Linked DNA regions of Arachis hypogaea: region 2 is linked to region 1. A link is a contact called in public Hi-C data. All regions are on one chromosome and are shown on one strand. Each heading gives the region's core, a stretch centred on a gene start, on an enhancer-like site or on the middle of the called end of the contact. The rest is flanking DNA. Distances are from core to core; before and after follow the strand shown.

Region 1 (7,678 bases), core at 4,856-7,355:
CTTAAACAAGAATTAGATGAAATCTCAGGGAGTTCAGTATAATTTTCCTTATTTTTACTATGCAATAAGATGAAACACTCTAGTCTTCACTACCCTCATATATATATAAGTTTAAATTGCAACAGTGAGTTTAGGAACATACTGGAGTGTGACATTTGGAGGAAGAGTAGTACTTCCTGATATGGTGTTGAGCTCATTGTTTTGCAAGTCCCTACAGAGATTTCAAAAACAAAATAAAAAATACACCTAAGGTTTGAGCAAAATAAAATATAGAATATGTCACATAAACATACATATATACAATTATACACACACACAAACATGCATATATATATATATATATATATATATATATATATAAAAGGATGAGGATATACAATAAGGACTAAATATCAGTTGAGGTCTTACACAATAAGGCTTTCATTTGCACTTGAAGTCTTGTTCTGCCAAATGGAGGAGGGAACGTTGCCACGCAATTTATTGTTTGCAATTGACCTGTCCCATTATTCATAAAACAAAAGAATATTATAGAGCATTTAATAAAATCTTATTGGATGTTGCTCTTAAGGTTGATGGAGAAGAAGAAAAGGTTGATACAAAAACATAAGAGTCAACTTACAATTTCTTAAGACGTGGAAGATTTGAAAAATTTAATGGAATAGTTCCACTGAGATTGTTGTTTGATAACACACTGCATAGTGGTCAACAAAATAATTATATCAAATATGCGATACCACCTTCGTTCTCAATATTAGATTTATATGTTTCTTGGGCACATCTAATACGTATTCTAAGAACATGTATGACCACTTATTTTCATTTATAAAATTTTAAAATGATGTAAAAAAAATAATCAAAATTAGTTCCACTTAAATGTGATCTAACACTATAAAAGTAATTCGTGAAACAAAAATATTATGTGCATACAAAAAATTAGCTACTATATATTTGTGTATAAATACATATATTGTTTTGATGAGTTTGGAAAATTCTTATTTAATTTTGATGATGAACAAACATTATTAAAATATTTAATTACAAAATTATTAATTTGATCTTAATTCATATTTGCTTAATTAATAATTTTGTTGTGCAGATTTTATGTTGGGCCGAAAAAATGAGTCTCTGGTTTAAGCCTAATAATCAGCCTTAATGCATGTTTTATATTGAGTGGCTGAATTTTTTTTTGAACTGATGGGCCAAGCTCAAAGTTGATGCAACCTAGCCCATATTTAATTTTGATAAGAGTTTCCTATGCTTGATCCGAAACAAATCTTATCAGGAAAGCAAATGTTACTAATCGGGCCAGATTTAATGTTGTTGACAAGCCCAATAGTAATTTTTTAAATGCTTCCAAGCCTGGTACGAAACCAAGAAAGCATATAGGCTTCATGCTTTTTAACGGATTCCATTTCTTGCTAAGAATGGATTTCAAAACTTAATATGCTAGCATCGGAAACATGAGAGAGAAGTTGACTTTGATTTGATGGGAATCATTATGATTAATGCTATACGCTACTCAAAGCAAGGGAAGTAAAAGTAATCTATCAATATATTTCATTTTCATTTAATTGCTTTTACTTTAACTTCACATTCTCTCTCATCTCTTTCTTGCTTCTTATTCGGTCCTTGTCCAGAAAACAATGGAAGCAATGTTCATCAACCAAGAAAAAGAAGAAGTTGCATGCATCAAGACCATCAAGCTAATGATGGCAAGAAAACATACTAAAATAAAAATGAGTTGTGGCTAAGATACTCACCAAATGTGGTTAGATATGGTGAGGTTATCTTGAGTTCTTCATGCTCAAAAATGGAAGGTAAAGATTCGGCCAGCAAGGGAGATTCTTGAAGCATGGCTTGTCTTTGATTCTGCTCAACCACCACAGGAAGTAGCTAGAGTGGCGAAGTGATGGTTGAGGCAGAGATTGAAGCAGATAAAGTCATCATCATCATGAAGCATCAAGGGCCAGAAATCCATCTTGGAGAGCAAGCCAAGGATGGAGAGCTCGGATTGATAAAGGGTGATGATCAAGAAAGGACTAGAGGTAATTGCATGTTGGGTTTTGCATGGTTATCTCTTCTCTCTCTATGTGGCCGAACCGGTTCTGTTAGTTGAAGGAGGAAGAAGTTGGTTCGGTTGTTGGCTTCAATAAGTGGAGGCTTCCCTCTTCTATATTAAGGGTGAACAACCACTGTTTGGAGCAAGGAGAAAATTTTGAGAGTGCAAGGCACATTGTTCTCAGAGCTACCTGAGCTAACAGTTTTCTCTTCTCCTTCAATGTATTCAGTTTTGTATTTTTCTGTTTAATTTTGTCATGTCTTGAGTCTCATGGAAAAAGGCAAACAGTGAGGTTTGTATGAAAAAGCCATAGAGCGGAAAAAGACAGAGAGTGCAAAATTAAAAGAAAAAGCTATAGATGTCTTAGAGTTCCTTTGTTCATCTATGTTGTGTTTCATGATTCTGTGGGAATCCCCTTGTAAGTTGGGTTAGCACTTTACAGTTTGTAATCAGGTTGATTATAGTGAAATTCCATCATTGTTGTGATGGAGACTGGATGTAGGCTGCACTGCACTTAGCAGCTGAACCATGATATATCTGGGTGTAATCTTTCTTCTCTCCTACTCCATTTCTGTTTTCTATTGTACAGGAGCAAAAACTAAAAATGTCTCGTGCAAAGTGACGAGACAAAACAAAAAGTCTCGTGACTAGGGACGAGATAAAAGAAAAAGTCTCGTGTCCAGAAACGAGCCAAAACAAAAAAAATCTCCTCTGAATTCAGCAAGTATTAGCAACAAAAAGGGAGCTAAGATTCAACCCCCTTTCTCTTAGCCACTGAAACCATCATGTTTAACTCGTTTTTAATGTGTATATTGTATTTCAACGCATATTTTATACAAATGACTGATTTAGTGACTAAATTTTTGTGTACATGTAATATGGTTGTGCCGAAAATTATCCACATAACAAATCCAAATACTTGAATGCAAATATTCAATAGATGAAAAATTATTTGAACAATACAGATTCTTACATGGTTGTGATATTCCCAGAAAGCTGATTTGTAGGAATTGTTTCATTCAGCTGATTGTGACTGAGATCACTGGAATTTACAAAAATAATAGTAACCAGAAAACTGTTAGAATACATATAATATTATAAATCAATACACAAACTGAAAATGAGATACTTACATATAATAAAGGTTTGGTATCCTACTCAAATCAGGAATTGGTCCTTTCAAGTTGCAGTTCCTAAGGCTCCTGAAAATAATGTGACAAGGACAATGCATTATTTTAAATAATTCTTGTGTATTTAGTGTCATAACATATTAATTGGAAGAAATCAAGATGATAAGAGCATATTATACTTATTTAGTCAAACAACTTTGATATATCAAACAAGGAATCGAGATAACATAAAATGAAAAAACACTACGTCTAATTCAAAATCTTAAACTAGTAAATTAATGGGTCTTTCATCTTATAAACTCCTCACTCTTTCTTACTTTCTTCAATGTGGGATTAATTTCATACACCTCCTCACACTTGCAGTATTAACAGTTAACTGTATTTCCTTTTCCTATTTATAATTGTATTTGTTTAGCAACTCAGTTCCATTCCTTGTATTTGTAACTTGTTTACAATGTATCAGAAAATGCACTTACAGTTTGAACAAATGTGACATATCTCCATAAGACTCGGGAATAGTACTTCCACTAAAGTTATTGTTATCAAGCTGCCTGCAAAAAAATAAAATAATAAAAAGACAAAATTCTAGTCACATATATGATAAAAGAATATCAAAAAATTAGGGAAAAGAAAGTGCAAAGAGAATCATACAGAATCTTTAAGCGTGGCATCTTAGAGAGATCAGGGGGAAGTGTTCCTGTTAAGTTGTTTGTGTCAAGAAGCCTGCATGTCCACAAATACACATAAACATCTATTAATTACTATAATAAAATTATTAAATCCAAAAACTTTATACAATGTGATTTTCAATGTGATTTTTTTTATTGTGACAGTTATTATTGGACGAAAGGAGTGTGTTACTGATATCGAACAGCCAACTTACAGGTGAAAAAGGTTTGGTAGTTGGGAAAGCTCCGGCGGGATATGGCCGCTAAGTGAATTATTGTTCATGTGACTGGAAAAGGCAAAGGATTATTTCTTTCATTTTTGAAGTGAATCTTGATCATGAAGAAGAATGAATCAATCTTACAAGTGCTTGCAGGCATTGAGGTTTGCAAATGATGAAGGTATAGATCCATTGATATTGTTCTGATCAATTTGCATTCGGGTCAAGTTTGGTAAATAGCCAAGCTCTTCTGGCAGTGGACCAATTAATTTATTTCCATTCAGGAGCCTGCAAAAGAATACATATAATTAATGTTTCATAAGGTCATAAGATGTTCAAAAAATAATAATCATGCAACAAATTTTTTGTCCATGATATGTTTCGGCGAAAATAAAAGTACAATTAACTTTATATGAAATTGATAGTTGAGAGTAGTTAAATAATTTAATAGATTTGACTAAATTGCCATCTAACAGCTCTAATCTATCCACTTTATATGAAGTTAAAAATATTCACCATCTATAATACTCAGCCAAAAAAAAATGCCTCAACTTACAAGAGTTTCAGGGTAATGATGTTGCCAATTTCTTTTGGTATGGTCCCACTTATCTTGTTCCACATAAAATCCCTTTCAACAACACAAATAAAACATAAGCATATATCATAATACAAAAAGCATTATATTTATATTTATATTAAAATTGCCTATTAAAATTAGTTACTATGTATTTATATTTATATATAAATATATATTTTATTTAACTTATTTTTATCTTTCAATGTATATTTTATATTTTAACATATATTTTATGTTAATAATCAATTTTGATAGCTAATTTTAGTATATATCTAACATGTTGATAATGTTCTATTGAAAAAAATAATGTAAACAATATTATATTCCAAACATTAAAAACAGCTACATTCTTACAATATTTCCAGATAAGTGAAGTTGCCAATCTCCGGTGCCAATTTTCCAGACAAGTTCATTCTATATAGTTGCCTAAAATTATAAAAATAAATAAATAAATAAATAAAAGGGTGTTATATATATACATAATATTACATAATACCATGACATAAAAATAGTGACAAACTAAGAAAGATATTAAATCTTACAGTTCCCGAACATGAAAATATCCATCGTTAAATCTTCTGTCGTGACACAAAACCCCTGTCCATCTATTAATACATGGATCTCCTTGATTCCAATTACTCAAATTTCTATTGACATCAATCAAATTGTTCTTTATGGCTCTCAACGCCTTAACTGTATCCATAATCAAGTTACCCATAGAACCAATCAACAATATATAATGAGTCAGCAATATATACAGATGACCGCTCGATGCACAAACATCTCGCGTTAACACAAGTTTTAAAAAACTCGCATCCAGAGAGTGATTTGGCAATATCTAAATAAACTAAAAATATGATCTTTTAGCATAAATCACTTCTCTTTTCTAACAAACCTTCATTGGGGTGAGTGACTCCATTCTGAGCAGTAGCCAATAGCAAATAGCAGCAAAACCACAAGAACAGAACAACTTCACACTTTGAAAGATTCATCCCAAGTATACACTCTAAAACAAAATCACCACTTAAATATTCTTCCTGATGAACTCAAACCTCCACCCTGCTCGCTTTCCTTGCGCGCACGCACATATATATAGATCAATACCTGTTTATATTCCGGAATTTTTATGTACTAATGGTTTAAAATAGTTTTACACGAACAACTGAGCTAAAAGTCAAAGACTATTTCCACGATAAACATCTTCGAAAAACAAAAAGTTATATGAAGAAGAAGAAGAACAAACATACCTATATATGAGAAGATTTGTAATTAAAAGAAGCAACACGGTGGAAGTTGGAAGCAATAAGAAAAATAGAAGGTAATAAGGAGGCAGCAAAAATGAAAAGAAAGTCTAAGTTGTAATAAAATATAATGACTGAGTGAAAGACACGTGGATAAAAAAATATGAAGAAAGTTGGTATCTCAAAGGTTAAGGCTCTTACCAAGTCTACATAGAAATCAAATTTAATGCAGAGATGAGAATGAGTAATTGGTGGTGTAGCTGATGACGAAAGCCACCGCGCTTTTGCATGTTATTTATATTGCTCAATCAATATAACAGTGCAAAATATATTACAAAAAATAAATAAATAATGAGCACCTTTACTTTAATGGGGTTGACTTTTGGAATCTAGATAGAAGGAATTAGAGATTACTTTTAGTCATTTAAGTTTATGAATTTCACTAAAAACTTATGTGTCAAATATTTTACGAGATTAAAAATTGAATTTAATTTTAATACATTAATAGTATAAAACATTTTATGTAATCGTCTAATCATATTTATTTTTTAAATAATTATTCACGTAATTAATATAAAAATTATTTTTTTTACTGATACAATTTTATGTAATTAAATAAATATATACAACTTTAATAAAAATATATTAAAATTAAACTCTTAAAAAAATTTATTGGAGAACATTTTGGATTTTTACTCAAATATGTTACGTAATAATAATCTTAATATTAGATTTATCAACTATCGCAACATAAAATAATACAATGTTTTTCTTTGACCATTAAATCATATTAAAAAAATTCCTTTTTTTTCTCTGGTTAGTAGAGGACATGTTAAGAATTCTATGATTATATATATTAGACGTCTTAGAATAAAATAAGTTATAGTATTATATCAATATTTAACACAATTTTGTATGGAATAACATCGTAAATATTTTAATTAATCAACGATTAACATCTCCGTAAGTGGAAGGGATAGAAGAACTTTATAATAATAACTATATATATTTGTCATTATCACTAATTTTCTTAGTAGTTTACTTTAGTTGTTGGTTTAACTTTTCATCTAATCAAATTTCAAGTTAGATGCTACGTCATTAAACGACAACAACAGCACTAACACGTTTCTTTCTGGTGATTATTAGGATTATTACTTTTTGTTATATACTTCTATTTTTTCCACCATATATACAGAAATATTCAAAAGACGGTGATTTCTTATTGGTCATTGTGCGTTTATTGTATTACTAGGACCAGTTCTTGGTAAATTGCTTAATAGTTTGTAAATTGTTTGAAGAACAGGTTTAATTTGATAAACCTAACTGCATGAAAATGTATAAGTAGGTCTTCGGAAAATTTTGGAATGAATCTGTAAGTTTTATGGAAAAGGATATCAAATAATTATTTAAGAATTTTTGTAATAGAGTTATAGAAATAAAATAACAATATTAAGTCCCTAAATAATTGCAACATTAAATTTGTAAGCTTTTGGCAAAGAGAAACTAATAGAAGGATAAATTTATGAATAATGTTAGGTAACTATTTTTTTTCAGTTAATACAGTTAATTTTTTAAAATTATTTTGTTTATCTAAAATTTTAGACCGTAAATCATAAACTTTAACCTTAAATCTTAAATTATAAACTCAAACATTAAAGTTAGTTAATATTGACTAACTAAAAATTAATTTTTTATATTTTCTCTAAATTTATTATCCATATATAGCATTGCAATTTTTCATAGATTAAAATATATCTTAAACTAACCATTACAAAAAAAAATTGG
Region 2 (7,145 bases), core at 3,477-5,976, 100 kb after region 1:
AAGACTTTGTATGGTAGGGTGTTATAATTTTTATGCAGAGTAACTGATTTTAAACAGTATTTTTTCATTTGTTCACATTTAGATCGGTCAAAAATTTGGACTGCAAGTTCATCCCATCTTTTTTTTCATTCTGAACGGTGGAGATGTTGATTGAAGGTTTATAGTGGGAGAAACTAGTTTCGAATAACAACTCTAATTTTAGGTATTTTTCATCTTGTTACTCATTTGTAAGTTTTGGTGTTTTGGCTAATTGTATGTTCGATTTGTGCTTTGTTTGAGACTTTCTTGTATTTCATATTTGATTATAGTGGAACTATTTTATTGGTTTGAACGACTCGTGGTTTTTAACTCATACATTGAGGGAGATTTTTCACGTTAAAATACAGTGTGTTCTTGTTGTTGCTTTACTTGATATATTTGTTTGTTAATAGTTGCTGTCATATTATTTTGTGAGTGCCTTCATATTATTCTTATCTTCGATATTTCTGTTATTTTCGCTATTGGGTTCTTTCAAAAAATTTTATTATAGTTTATTTATAGGCAATCATGAATGACCAATATTGACTAAAATGAGTTTAGTGAGCACATGCATATATCAAGTACCCAAGATAAGAATTAATAAGACACTAATGCATAAAAAATAATGATATATATATACTCAAGGTCCTAAAGAATGGTGACCAACCGCTTAGTTTTCCTCCCTTTGTTAGTTATCAGATCTCTAGGATCTTTTTTGCCAACAACCTTGCTAATCAGATCTACAAATGAAATAATTAATATGATATTATGTGAAAATAGTTTATATTACCATAACATGCAGTGTTTAAGAAAAAAATATAGTAAACTAACTAAACATATCAAAATCTTGTATTTTGTCGGTCGTTAGTAGATCCACAAAGGACTTAAGGCAGAAAACATAAAAGGAAAGCTAGGATTCTGAATATGATTCACCAGAATTTTTTGAGAGAATGTCAACACCATTCTACTCACACCATTTTTTTTCTTCGTCTTGTTGTCGAAGACTACAAAATTAGTCATTGTATACATCTGAAACTCAATAATGACACCACTTCATTTTTTCACTAACTCCCTCAAAATAGTGCAAGAATATTTTACCATTCTGTTTTAACATCACAAACAATGAACAAAATAAATATTATATATTTATTGACTTTGGAATACCACCACTCAAAGTAAAAAAAGAAATAGCATGCATAATAAATAAATTACCATATTAAATGATACCTTGATATCTTGTAGAATCATTTCAATCGAATCTATTTCTCTCTTAATGTATTTATTTGGAACCTCCCATATCCTAACAATATACATTTTGAAATACCATTATAGTTTTCTGGGATTAACATCCATAATTAAATTATATTGTTTTTCCATTTTTTACAGGTATGGAAGCAATTTGATGGCCAACATATGTTTATAATAGGTTTCTTTTATGAAATGAAAGCTTGGTACAGGGGCTGAAGAACCTGTTTAAATTGAATGAAGATACTTTGAGTCAATGTTTGAATTTGAATATTTTGAATACTTTAAAATCATCTAAAGTGTAAAGTCTTATTTACCTATTCACTTTATCTCTCATCATGACACTTGTCAACCAAAAAGATTGGATATTTATCATGTAATTGACTTATACACTTGTCAAGCAAATAAGCATGCACTAGTTACTTATTATATATTAATAGATACACTAAGACACACTAAGATATTGTGTCTTGCTTCACAAGCTAACTATCTTCTATTGAAATTAACATTGTCATTAACTAACAACGAGTTATTTGTGTTTTTATTTTTATTTTCGTGACTTTATTACAAGGAGAATTTGATTTTTAGTGGCGATTTTATTGATATTTTGCAGTGATTTCAAACAGATACAAAATAGATTTATGGCACTTAATTAATTGTCGTTCTTTAATGTTCTAGTAAACGAATTTGCGATATCTTTTAACAATTGTTGAAATAAACATTGTAAAATGGATAAATTAATTTACATAAATTATCGCTATTTTGTTTGTTATTTATATATAAAAAAAAATTATGCAAGTTTTTTATATAAAATTATAAAAAGAAAGTTGATAAACTTCAATATTTTGTACTTATTTTTTTTTACTATAAACCATTTTCTTCACATCATGATTGATTAAACTTTAGATACTTAAAAAAAATATTTTATGGATAATACTAAATTCGTAGATAATTCTAAAATATTAATCATTATCATAATCAAATTCTTTAAAAAAAAATAACTGCTTTATTTTAAAAAAATCTAACACATTTTTTAGTTGTCTATAGTATCTCTCAATCTAATAGAAAAAAAGACTAGTTCATTATTAGGAAATTTTATCACCATTATTTTTGCCAATTTGGATGAATTTTTGGTGGTATTGGATATGGATAGGATTCTAAATGCAAGCTGCAGGAGTCCATTTAGCTGGGCCTTGATGAAGTTAATTTGGATCTAAAGGAACACTGAACAAACAAAACATCACTAATGTCTTCTGTTCAGAAAAAAAAAATGGCACTAATCTTCTTTGTTCTCCCATAAAAACATTTTTTATTAATTTTAATGCACTAATTAATAAATAATTTATATAATTATTTAATCACATTTATTTTTTAAGATGACCATTTACATGGTTAAGTGTGAAAGTTTTACTAACCTAACAATAGGTAAATAAATACAAATGTAAAACTTGTTTACATGAAGGTAAAACTTTTTTTTTTAACTAAACCTAACAAGGCCTGTTAATATAAAAAGAGAAAAGAATAAATAAAGATCAAATAAGGAGTTGATGAAGAATGGAAAAACCATTTTACATATTCACTATAGAGAGAAAAAAATGTTTTATTATTAATACTACTCAAAAACTGGGACTCCGGCATGATTCTTTCAAAACTACTCAAAGACTCAAACTTTATATATATCATAATTAAGAAAAGTAAAAAATAATATATTTGACACCATATTTAGCCATGATGACAAAAAGAGAAAGAAATAAAAATATCACTAATTAAGTGGAAGAATAATTAATAGAAGGGGACCATGGTTGCATGAAGCATTTGAATGTGAAATGAAACTATGAAGTGGGTTTCTTTGAAATGTCTCACTCCATTGTTTGCTACTTAGCTTCCATCTCCATTTGTCTCTGTAAGCACAAATACCATACCATGTCATTGAAATGGACACCTTGCATTCATACCAATGATACTTTTGTTTATATTATATATATTATAAAAATATATAATTTAGGGTTCCATGCGGGTAGATTGACTCAAGTATGCTCTGCGGATTCAATTCGGAAATAATTGGTCATTCTACACTGCAATCTGTGGCCTCTGCTACTACATTACTAGAGGGACCTACTCTTTAGGTGTCAATTAATGATAATTCTAAAGAGGGAGGGAGAGAAGAAAGGGAGGGGGGGGGGGGGAGGATTGTACATCTAAATTGATATTTTTGTTTTTTCTTAATACTAACTTAAAATTCAAATAAATAAAGAAAAGGAGATGAAATAAATAAAAAAATATGTTGAAACTAAATTTAATTTAAATAGGTGTGTGAAAACAAAATAACAATATATATATAATTTTAGGTTTAGTTTAGTTTCACTTAATTTAACAATTAGGTCTTTATATTTTTTTTAAATTAGATTTTAATTTTGTAATTAAGTTATTTTCATGTTAAAAATATTAAAATTAACAAAATATTTTTTTTAAAAATATGTGATGAAAGATCTAATTAAATTCTTAATTATAGATACATTTAATTTGTGAAAAAATATTCAATTAATTCTAGCATTATTTTATATTAGAAATTAAAAAATTTAATTATAAAATTAAAAGTAGTGTAAAGATTTAATTAAAAAAATATAGAAATTTAATTAAAAATTTAGTAAAATTATAAAAAATAATAAAATAATTAAATCTTAATTTTACAAATAATGACAAATAGTACTTTTTCAAATGGCGACAGATCAGCAGAAACACTCAAACTGGAACTTAATACCGAATCAATGCTCAGTGATGAAATTATCTTCTTTTTATGATCAAAAGGTGATGTTAATTACTTTACGAGTAAGTTTAAATTAAGGGATTTAATGGACTTGTGAATCTTTCTCTTTGTTATGAACTAATACATACTAATTTATAGATACTTTAATAGATGGAATAACTCCTCGGAAATTTCAAAGTTTTTCTATGTCTAAAATAACGTTTGAATCTTTGATACTTGATTAAAATGAGATGAGTCATTTTACTTAACTACATCTCTAAATTACTTATAGGAAGAATGTTAAATACTAATGAAATTTATTGTTTTTAGCAAGTAATTAATTAATAATATTTAAAATATAGACTAAAAATATATTATTAAATTATTAGACAAAAAATATTAAATTAATGACTAAAAGTCTTGATAAAAAATAATAAACTCTGTTAGTTATTGAATTTTTTTTTGTAAGTAATATTCTTTATATAAAGATATTGATCTTTTTATTTAGTAAATGATTTAATATTTGTTTTTAAGATTATTTTTAATTTTACTTAATAAGACACCTAATAATTGTTCAACCATATAAGAGTACTGATACTTTGTAATTTTACATAATACCAAATTAAAGTATCATACGAATCCATTAAATTAAAGTATCATATAAATAAAGATGTGTTGGTCTCATAATTGCTCACGGTATCACATGTGTTGGTGTGTATATATGTAGCCGTTACTTTATATTAATTCTTATTAGTCAATTTGATTAAACTGTACGTAACTACACCATGCAAGGGGATCGGATTGGATAACATATATATTTTAAATTAGCTTAATTAGTGTATTCATTACAACATAAATTGCAGATAGTGACAATTTTTATTGACCGTCGCTAAATAGTTCCGTGGTCTTTTGTTTAATGAGCTGCAATTATTCTCAAGCTGGAAAATTAGGTATAAATTAAAACTAGCTTCAATTATCTTAAACAATCCCATTGTTCATTTACATCACATAGGCTTGGAGGATATCATGAAAGCAAAATTTAAACAGTTTTATAGGAACAAAAGCACTACAAAATTTCGGTATCACATAGAAAAGATGAAATCAATCAAATGTATGCTCTAGCTATGTTGTTATAATACTACTAACAAATTAGAAGAACTGTTGGTAGATAGCAGTGCATTGAGATAGCTTGGCAGTAAAGAAAATGAGCTACCAGCTGTCATATAAATTAGTTACACATGCAGCTTGTTAGAAGTTAGTTAGGCAAGTTAGAATAGTTAAAATTAGAATAGTTAAACTTATGGCGGCCAATATATATGGAGTGACATGTATCTGTAGCGAGGTAATTTCTATCATTTTAAAGTCAGAATTCATCATATTAAAAATTTTTCAAATTCCGCTCTTGTAACTCTCTTCTCTCACCCGCTTTTTCTGCCACCAAGATTCAATATGGTGCGGTGAGCGTGGATGGTTGCAGAGATTTGTGAGTACCTTCAATTTCAAGGTTTAATCAAGTTTCGTGCATTCTGATCTTGTGATTCAAGCTAATTTTCAGCGAGATCACAAGAAAGAATGATGGATCTGACAAGTCCAGAAACTCATGGACACTCGAATCCCGATAATCAAGATTTTTCCATGGCTGAATTCCAACGATTCACAAAAATGATGACACAGTTTTCGTCAATTCAAGCTCAAGCTCCGAAAGCAACATTGAATCTCAATCAAGATCCCTCAAGCCTCTACTTCCTACATCCGAATGAGAATCCAAGTATCGCTCTCACCTCAACTCCACTGACGAATCAAAACTACTACTCTTGGGCGTGCTCTGCATGGATATCACTGAAATCAAAGAACAATATCAAGTTTGTAGATGGTTCTTTGCTAAAACCTGATGAGACAGATAGCAAGTTCAATACATGGGATAGATGCAATACACTCGTGATCTCCTGGCTGCACGCGTCACTGAGTCAAGATATTCTCCAAAGTGTCCTTTCGTACAACAATGCCTGTGAGCTTTGGAATGAGCTAAAGCACAAATTATATGAAGGGGGTGCATTTAGAGTAGCAGAGTTGCAAGAAGAACTGTTCTCATTAAAGCAAGGAGAGATGTCAGTAACGTCATATTTCACAAAACTTAAAAGAATCTGGGAAGAACTCGAAGAATTTGAACCAGTTCCTAGTTGTGAATGCATGAAAGAATGTGAATGCGGGCTTGATGTAATGAGAGGATACAGGAAAAGAACAAATGCAATTCGATTTATAAGGGGGGCTCAATAACCAATACTCCACCGTCAAATCCTAAATAATGCTGATGAAACCCCTCCCAGAGGTTGCTGCGATTTATTAACTCCTTCTACAGAAAGAAAGGGAGTTGAATCAGCCAGAGATGCTGAATTCCAAGAGTTTGATAAATGCAGCACTTAGCAATGGACCCCAAACATTCAAGGGAGAGGAAGTGGACGTGGAGTTCATGGAAGAAGTAGAGGACGAGTTCCTTCCAAGCTGTGTGCTTACTGTGGCAAAACTGCCAGCTGATTGATAGCTGTTATTACAAACATGGGTTCCTCCTCATTCCCCGGCAACGACGCCAAAATTTGATGCGAATTTTTCAAACCACAATTACCGGCAAGTGCATCGAATCGTATCAAGTAATAAACTCACGGTGAGTGAGATCCCACGAGGATTGATGGACTAAACAAGCAATAATTGATTAATTATTCTAGTTAGACAAGTTGAAATGAGAGTTTTGAATATCAAGTAGTGTAAAAGACAGTGAATTAAGAAAACTAAGCAGTAAATGGTTAAGAAAATAGTATGAGAAAAGAGTTAAGACTTAAGAGATGTTTAGATTTTTGGATTAACATTCAATGTCAACTACCCTAATCATGCAAAGATTGAGTTTATGGCAAACCCTAGGTGATTGAATTCCTATTCCAAGGCAATTCAATTTTCTCTAACCCAATCAACCGTCAATTCCTTGATCAATCAATTGTATTAGAAGGTTAAGTTCAAAATCTGATTTATAAGCCACACAATCTCTAAGAACCCAAAAATAATCCGATTATATGTCACGTATCACATTAAATCTAAACAATTAAGGAGTTATGAGAAAAGGATTTCAAACTTTAATTCTAGT

Evidence for each region. A called contact is a pair of places that touch in the nucleus more often than the background predicts.
Region 2: a Hi-C map of leaf shows a contact between it and region 1, with 2.3 times the contacts expected there. The contact joins the enhancer-like site here to the promoter of LOC112766669 in region 1. A contact is called at or near these places in 2 of 8 Hi-C or Micro-C datasets (leaf and an unstated tissue).

The regions. Positions count from the first base shown.
Region 1 is chr17:19,990,477-19,998,154 of arahy.Tifrunner.gnm2.J5K5, forward strand. LOC112766669 (probable LRR receptor-like serine/threonine-protein kinase At1g06840) reads right to left here and starts at 6,106. Exons shown (of 21, transcript XM_025812567.3): 1 at 5,900-6,106; 2 at 5,548-5,756; 3 at 5,195-5,345; 4 at 5,007-5,078; 5 at 4,632-4,703; 6 at 4,220-4,363; 7 at 4,073-4,144; 8 at 3,841-3,912; 9 at 3,666-3,740; 10 at 3,193-3,261; 11 at 3,033-3,101; 12 at 620-691; 13 at 409-495; 14 at 143-211. The coding sequence starts at 5,644.
Region 2 is chr17:20,093,170-20,100,314 of arahy.Tifrunner.gnm2.J5K5, forward strand. No RefSeq gene overlaps it. Among protein-coding and RNA genes, the nearest start is that of LOC112762422, 5.5 kb to the right of the region's middle. Within about 2 kb of position 4,727, at least 1 of the 3 cell types and tissues checked has open chromatin away from gene starts, as enhancers often do.